Linked DNA regions of Mus musculus: region 2 is linked to region 1. Evidence: chromatin contacts called from public ChIA-PET data. All regions are on one chromosome and are shown on one strand. The core of a region is the stretch at or near the end of the contact, and the rest is flanking DNA. Distances in the headings are between cores, read along the strand shown. Region 1 holds the start of Lgals1 (lectin, galactose binding, soluble 1). Region 2 holds the start of Sun2 (Sad1 and UNC84 domain containing 2).

Region 1 (3,431 bases), core at 586-3,085:
GAGAAGAAAAGAAAAGAAAAAAAAAAGTCGAGGCCTCGTGAGCTTGGGTGACTGGTCCAAACTCACATGGCTGCTGGGGGCGGGGGGGGGGGGGCGGTGGGGCGGTATGAATGAGGAGGAAGCTCTGGAAAAAAGATTGAGCCCCTGCAGGGCACCCTCAGGCAGCAGGCACGTGGGTGACCACTCCCTCAACGCCTCTCCCCCGCTCCCTCGCGCCACCCCCGCCCCCCCCCCCGCGGAAGGGGAGGGGCAAGCCGGAGTCGTTGAAGCAGCAGCTGCTTTAGTTTAAGAAACTTCAGCCGGGAGAAAGGAGGCGGGAGGGAGGGGGAGACCACGGCGACGTCGACTAGACCCAGCGAGGAAGTGACTCACCCAGAAAACGCAGCATCTGCAGCTGCCCGTTAACCAGCTGCGGGCTGGGGAATGAGCGGTTCCGGCCGGCCACGCCCATCGCAACCTAAATCTGCGAACCTGGCCCCCTGCCCGCTCCATTCTTTTCTCCAGTCTCACCTCTTGGCGTCCGAGGCCACCTCTCCCCGAACTTTGAGACATTCCCCAGGTTTGAGATTCAGGTTGCTGGCGACCAGACCCTGTGTAGACAAGAGCACCGAGCTGTGTTTAGGTTGGAGTTAGACCTACCTGCATTGGGCTGGGGTGTAGGGATGGGGTCATTCCCACCCTGGAGTACCCTGACCAGCCCTAGGGGAAGCCCGAGGTGGGATGGGCTGGTCAGGATAGGGTGTAAGTTGATGGGGAACGACTTCATTCCCAGCAGGGTGTCAAACTTGTGACTGTCCTACAGAACAAGCCCTAAAAGACATCAGCTTGGAGACCTGGACTTAGAGTGGAGGGGAGATGGAGTGTGACTTCCTAAATCCTCATTTTGCTGATGGAAGGATTAGGCGACCACTAGCCTAAGGCCTTGCTTCTCTGAGATAGAGAAAACAGCCTTTGCCTCCCCAATCGGCTTCAAGGCTCTCTGCTTAGATGCACACCATCGGGAGGGAGCGGAGAGGCTGAGGGGCGGTGGGACTGGGCAGCCCGAGAGTGGCAATGTGGACTTAGCACGCTAGAGAGCCCAGTACATATCAGGGCACTGCTGTGCACCTACCTGGGTGAGTTGACAGGAGTTCATTTGGGCAAGGGGTTTCTTTGACATTTGAACCCTATACCTGAGGGCTTGCCTGTCTGTGCAAATGCATGCAGTTTCCTCCGCCCAGCCCTGACCCGCCTCCACTGACCAGCCTGGAGCCTATCTTAGGCCCGGGAGGGTTTTTTTTTTTTTTTTTTTAGTTTTCTGGAGCAGAGGGTGACCAACTGAGCCCTGGCCCTGTGACTGGGGACAGCTGCAGCGGGGGAGGGGTCAGGAGACTCTAGAGTGGAGAGGAAGAGTGAACAGGGAATGGCCTTGGCCAAAATGTCCCCCTGCCTCCCTTTTCCCCGGGTGGCCACACCCTTCCCACTCCCACTTCTCAGAAAACGGCAAAGCAGCAGAATACTGGACTTTGCAAGGCAGGTATGCGGCCAGAACTACGAGAAGTCCAGAACATTCTTAAGCCAGAGACGCTTAAGGTTTCAGGGGGGAACAGTGACAGCCACCCCCATTTTACAGATGTAGCCACTGAGGACCAGAGAAAACACCTGTCCAAGGCAGCACAGCTGGGACCAGAAGCAAGTCCCCAATTGTCTACTCTCCTGTGCCCATCTGCTTCTGCTCAGTCCCCTAGACCTTGGAACAGAGGGTCCCGCACTCACACAGGCCATGATTGAAGCTGAAGCGAAGAGATTCCTGAGACCTGCTCCACCAGCAGTCAGAAGACTCCACCCGAGAGACGGGCCCCAGGCCCGCTCCGACCTTTTTAACTGGATCAGACCCGGTGAGTCCCGCCCCTCCCCGGGAGTTCAGCCAATTGCATGTCAGGACAAGGATGGGGGCCACCAGAAGTGGAGTCTATGGATTATAAAGTCAATTTTGGAGCAGAGGTGACCAGTCAGAGAGGAGACCCCCCCTCCTAGCCCCTCCCTCAGGGTCCTGGCGCCGCCTCTTATTCTTCTCCATCCCTCTTTCCACTAAAAAAAGATTTGTGCTGTGGCAGAGATTGGGGGAGCCAATGGAAAATAGTTTAAGGATGAGTTAAACCTAAGAGTTGGCGGGATAGGGCCTGGGGCCAGCAGGGAGAAAGCCCCTAGGTCCCAGCGCAGCTGGTGGGGGAGGGGGATGTGTGTATAGATGCCTGCAGAGAATTAGAGCAAGGCTCTCTGAAGAGGCTGCCGCCTGGCAGGCCAGGGTGTGGCTCTCGCTGTGACTCCCACTGTGGGCTTCTGCGGGAGGACTGAGGAGGACCACAAAGCACAGGCCCCACCAGGGCTTTCCCCGGAAGCAGAGGACTGTGGCTACGGCTCAGTGCAGCTCACTAGGGCTAAAGAAAGCCTGGGCTGGGCGCCAGGCCTGAGGCTGGTGTCCTTGGCTCATACCTTGGACTTCACCCCACTGCAGGGCCTGCAGAGAGTTCTGAGTGCCTTGGCTGTGACATCCCCGGGGCCTGAGAGGCAAGCCTCGGGGCAGTCCAGGGTGTGCCAGATGTGCCCCCTTGGTCTCATTCCCACTTTTAGAGAAGAGACTTGGCCATCCCTTCCCATTCATTTAGCAGTTATTTTCCTGAGCCCCTACTGTGTGTCTAGCTCCGTGCTGGCCTCAGAGGGCATGAAGATGAGCCCCTCCCAGGCCCTGCTCTCAGAATTCACGGTTTGGATAGAATGTGACTATGCGTTGAATTAAGAAATAACACCGCACTGGCACTGAGCAGGGCAAACACTCACCATGGTGGGGTAGAGACTGACATATGAAGCAGGGATTTGAAAGGACCCAGCATTCCAACTGGGCAAAGGCTTGGAGATGAGAAGCCCGTGCCTGGGGAACGAGCTGCTTACCATGTAGGAGAAAGCTGGGCGTTAAAGATCATGAAGGGTCTTGTGGGCCAGGTAAAGGGTTTCAGTGTCTTTTACCTGAGGGTCTTGGGGAGCTACAGAGGGTCATGGGGTGACATGAGAGACTTAGGGAGGTTCACTGAGCAGAGCGGAGGGTGTGTGATAATACAGGCACTTCAAAGCTGCTCTTGCCAAAAAGCCTGGATTCCTCCCGTGCCCTGGAAGGTTACTGAAAGGGTGAGTCTGCCCTCTCTGCCTTTGTCTTTGTATCTCTGTCTCCTTCCTTTGGCTCAGGCTCTCGCTTCCCTCCGCCTTCCTGACCTGACCATCACCCTTCTAAGCCAAAGGCACGAAGACTAGTCACTGTCTCAAAAATGCCGAGCCAAGCCTTGCAGGACAACCCCTCCCCCACCGGAGTGTTCCTGAGGTAACTGCACACCCGGGAGAAGGAGTGACCCTCTCCCTAGAACTTACACATCCCCTTAAGCAATATGACTTCTTTA
Region 2 (3,342 bases), core at 14-2,513, 820 kb before region 1:
TCCAAAGATACTGTAAGGGTAGACAGCATCTCATTTCCAGATGGGACAATGGAGGTCTAGAAAGGGGATCTGGTTTTATTTGGCAGTGGAACCAATCCAAAATGAGGGTGTGTGTATTTCCTCAGTTTCCTACTGCCTTTGGATACCAGCTTTTTTTTTTTTTTTTTTTTTTCTTTTCGAGACAGGCTTTCTCTGTATAGCCCTGGCTGTCCTGGAACTCACTCTGTAGACCAGGCTGGCCTCAAACTCAGAAATCTGCCTGCCTCTGCCTCCCCAGTGCTGGGATTAAAGGCGTGAACCACCACTGTCTTTCTTGTCCCAGTTCCCCCCACCCCCTTGGCATTTTAAAGTGAAGGACACCGGATCTCATCATCCTTAGAAGATATTGAACAGAAGTGGTTTATCCCCAGTCGCACTCCTTTATCTTCTGGGGGCGGGGTGTGTGTGTGTTTGAGAGAGAGAGAGAGAGAGAGAGAGAGATGGGGTGGTGGTGGGAGGGGACAGGTCCGTGGAGTCAGGAACTCATCCCAGGGGGAGGAAAGTAGGAGAACCGTGTTGCCAGCCCTACCTTCTCTTGCAACCAGCTGTGGATGGAGCCTTCTTTAAAACAGAAAAGCTGCTGTCAAACTTGGGGTTTCTGACTGGACATGGTGGTGCACTCTTATCTCAGCACCTGGGAGGCAGAGGGGTAGGTGGATCTCCGTGACAGTAAAATCCTGTCTTGGAAAAACAAAAACAACAACAAAAATAGGTGGTGCGGGAAGATGGGTATCCTGCCCACCTTGGAATTTAAAATTCAACCTTAAAATTAAATAGTATTAATCTTCTAGACTCAACTTCCCCTCTGGGTGGGTTCTTTATAAGAAACAAAAAAAACTTCCACGGACCTGTTTCCCTCGTCTTTAAAATGGGCAGACACGGCTGACGCTGGTAAGCGTCCAAACCACCCGCGCGGGGCCGCGTCAGGACCCTATCCTGGGGCCAATTTCATGACACCCTGTGTGCTCCCGCACCTAAAGCCTTTAGAGCTCCGGCGCCGCGCGCGCGTGGGCACGGATGCGCGAGGGAACGCTCGGGTCCCACAGCCTGGAGGTCGTACTCGCCCCCGCCTCCCACGCGCGGACTACAGGGCCCACGCGGAGGGCGGGCCGAGCCGGAGCCTTTGTGTTCAAATCAACCAATGGGCGGCGGCAGAGGGCGGGGCGGGCCGGCTGGGCCCGGCCAATGACTTGTGGGCTGTCAGCGTTGATTGACAGGCGCACACATACACACTCGGCCACGCGCGCACCGCCCTGCCCCACTCGCGCAGCGCGGTCCTCTGCCGGCCGCATTGTCCGCTCACCGACCCCGCGCCGTCCCGCGTCTCCGCTCCGCGCGCGTTTCAGCCCCAGCCCCGGGCCCGGCCCGGCCCAGTGCGCGGCGCCGCCCGGGGGACTCCGACGCGGGAAGAACCACGCAAGGTAAAGAAGGGATTGGGCCCGCCTCCCCACGGCCCCGCGCCCGCCTGACCCGGGTCGCCGTCCGGCCAAAGCGCGGGCCTGCGCCTCCCTGTCCGGCCAGGCCGGGCCACTCCAGCCCCTGCGCGACGCACGCCCCGGGACACTCGCGGGCCGGCGCCCTGACGCATCGCGGTCACGGGGAGGGCGCTGTCCCCAGGCGGGACTTCCCCAGCAGCCTCCGGGGAGGAGGGCAGCCAAGACCCAGCCGCCCCAAACCGGACCAGGGCTGTGCCACAGGCCGAGTCCTGGCACTGGAAGTTCTCAGCCTGCGCCACCGCTGCCTGTCACAGTTATGGGGTACGGGGGAGGGCCCTTTTAGCTCAGTTCCAAAACAGCCAAACCCAACCAAAACAAAACAAAGCCAGCGCGCTCCGGGGTGTGACTTAGAGCCAGGACAGAGGGTGAGCGCCTGGAGCACTTTTTTGTGTCCCAGGGGAAATGGAGTGGAAATGTCACGTATAATATTCCCCAGGATAGGGGAATCTTCGGGACCAAGGCTCTGCAGTAGGAAAGTATGTTTTATTTGAGGGTTTTGTAACTAATGGCGGGATGGAGGAGTGTCTATCTCAGCGGCTCCCCACGGTAGACCTTTGTCATCTTGTGTAATCTGGATGGCCGCTGTGGCAAACTATTTTGTGACAACAGGATGAATATGAAAGATAAAGATAAGGTCCACACCGCTCTGGGAGTGCTGGGAGGTGGCACACGGGGCAGTGTTCGGTGCCCCACCTCTCCACCTACTCAGAACGTTTAGATTCTTGCAACAGCGGCGTGGGCACTGTATAAACATGTTACACTCTTTTCCCCCCTGGCAAAGGCTTCATGTGCTACAGCGGGGCAGGGGTTAAGAGGTGGAGCATATGGGCATCTGGAGCTGTCAGGTGGGGGTGGCAGTCATGGGGGGAACTACCTTATAAGGACTGGAATACAACCCAGGACCAAGGCAACTTCCTGCTTTGGCTACTACCACTTGGTCCCTTTACCAACACCAGTCGAAGAGAGTGAGAGATGCCAGATGGGCATCCCACCTGGGAAGATGCCAGTTAGCCCAGACAGGAGGCTACTTGTCTTTCTAGCTGGATGAACCTGACCTTCTGGTTTCTGTGGTCTGGGTTTGGGTGTTTCCCACCATGCGAGGTCACTATCCACCAGGAATAGCAGAAACAATACTAAGTCACAAGTACCAGGAACTCATTTTGGATGGGTTTGGGATCTAAAGTTTTGTAATCCTGCTAGCCCAGGCTCGGTGAGATTCCTGGGTTGATATTCTGAGATTTGAAGCTGGGTCCCGTGCCTGAAAGATTTGTTTATCTTCACTTGTTGTTTTCACCTTGGTCTTCTTATCAGTTTCACTCCACCCCATGTGGTGACTGTAACTGTTCTATAGGCTAGACTGACTGCAAGACCACACAACAGCTCCACCTCCTGCCTTACTTCTGTTAACAAATATTGGTTGTGTAACTGCTATGTAACCACGCAGTTTACAGCCATGTTCCAAGTGCATGCTATATGGAGCTGTAACACTCCCCAAACAAACAACTTGCAAACCTTCTGATGGAATGCAAATGTCCAGGCCCTGCAGCCTGTCAGGTCTGAGCAGAGAGACCTGGCTCTCACCTGCAGGCTAGCATTCCAGGTTCTTCCCTGTAGATGGGTGATGATGGCCGCCTTCCTTGTGCTGGGGTCATTAATGAGTAGGAAAGGAATTAGGTAGCTAGTAGTCATTTATCATTGTCATTGTCACATCAAGGTGTCACAGCACAGTGTGCTGAGGGGCTGCAGAATATGGTGGGAAGGGTTTCCGCACGGGATGTAGCAAACCAGAGATTGTGACTAAAAAGAA

The links. ChIA-PET counts read pairs in DNA pulled down with a chosen protein or histone mark.
Region 2: an RNA polymerase II ChIA-PET map of effector CD8 T cells shows a contact between it and region 1, with 6 read pairs. The contact joins the promoter of Sun2 here to the promoter of Lgals1 in region 1. A contact is called at or near these places in 1 of 39 promoter capture datasets (liver), 1 of 484 Hi-C or Micro-C datasets (B cells) and 1 of 115 datasets of contacts at active chromatin or transcription factors (effector CD8 T cells).

What each region holds. Positions count from the first base shown.
Region 1 is chr15:78,925,129-78,928,559 of GRCm38.p6, reverse strand. Lgals1 (lectin, galactose binding, soluble 1) reads right to left here and starts at 1,835. Exons shown (of 4, transcript NM_008495.2): 1 at 1,756-1,835; 2 at 511-590. The coding sequence starts at 1,764. Gm30368 (a long non-coding RNA gene) reads left to right here and starts at 589. Exons shown (of 6, transcript XR_003951546.1): 1 at 589-1,516; 2 at 1,613-1,877; 3 at 3,223-3,355.
Region 2 is chr15:79,740,457-79,743,798 of GRCm38.p6, reverse strand. It overlaps Sun2 (Sad1 and UNC84 domain containing 2), which reads left to right and starts at 1,263. Exons shown (of 18, transcript NM_001205345.1): 1 at 1,263-1,460. It overlaps Gm16576 (predicted gene 16576), which reads right to left and starts at 1,101. Exons shown (of 4, transcript NR_045069.1): 1 at 888-1,101; 2 at 569-716.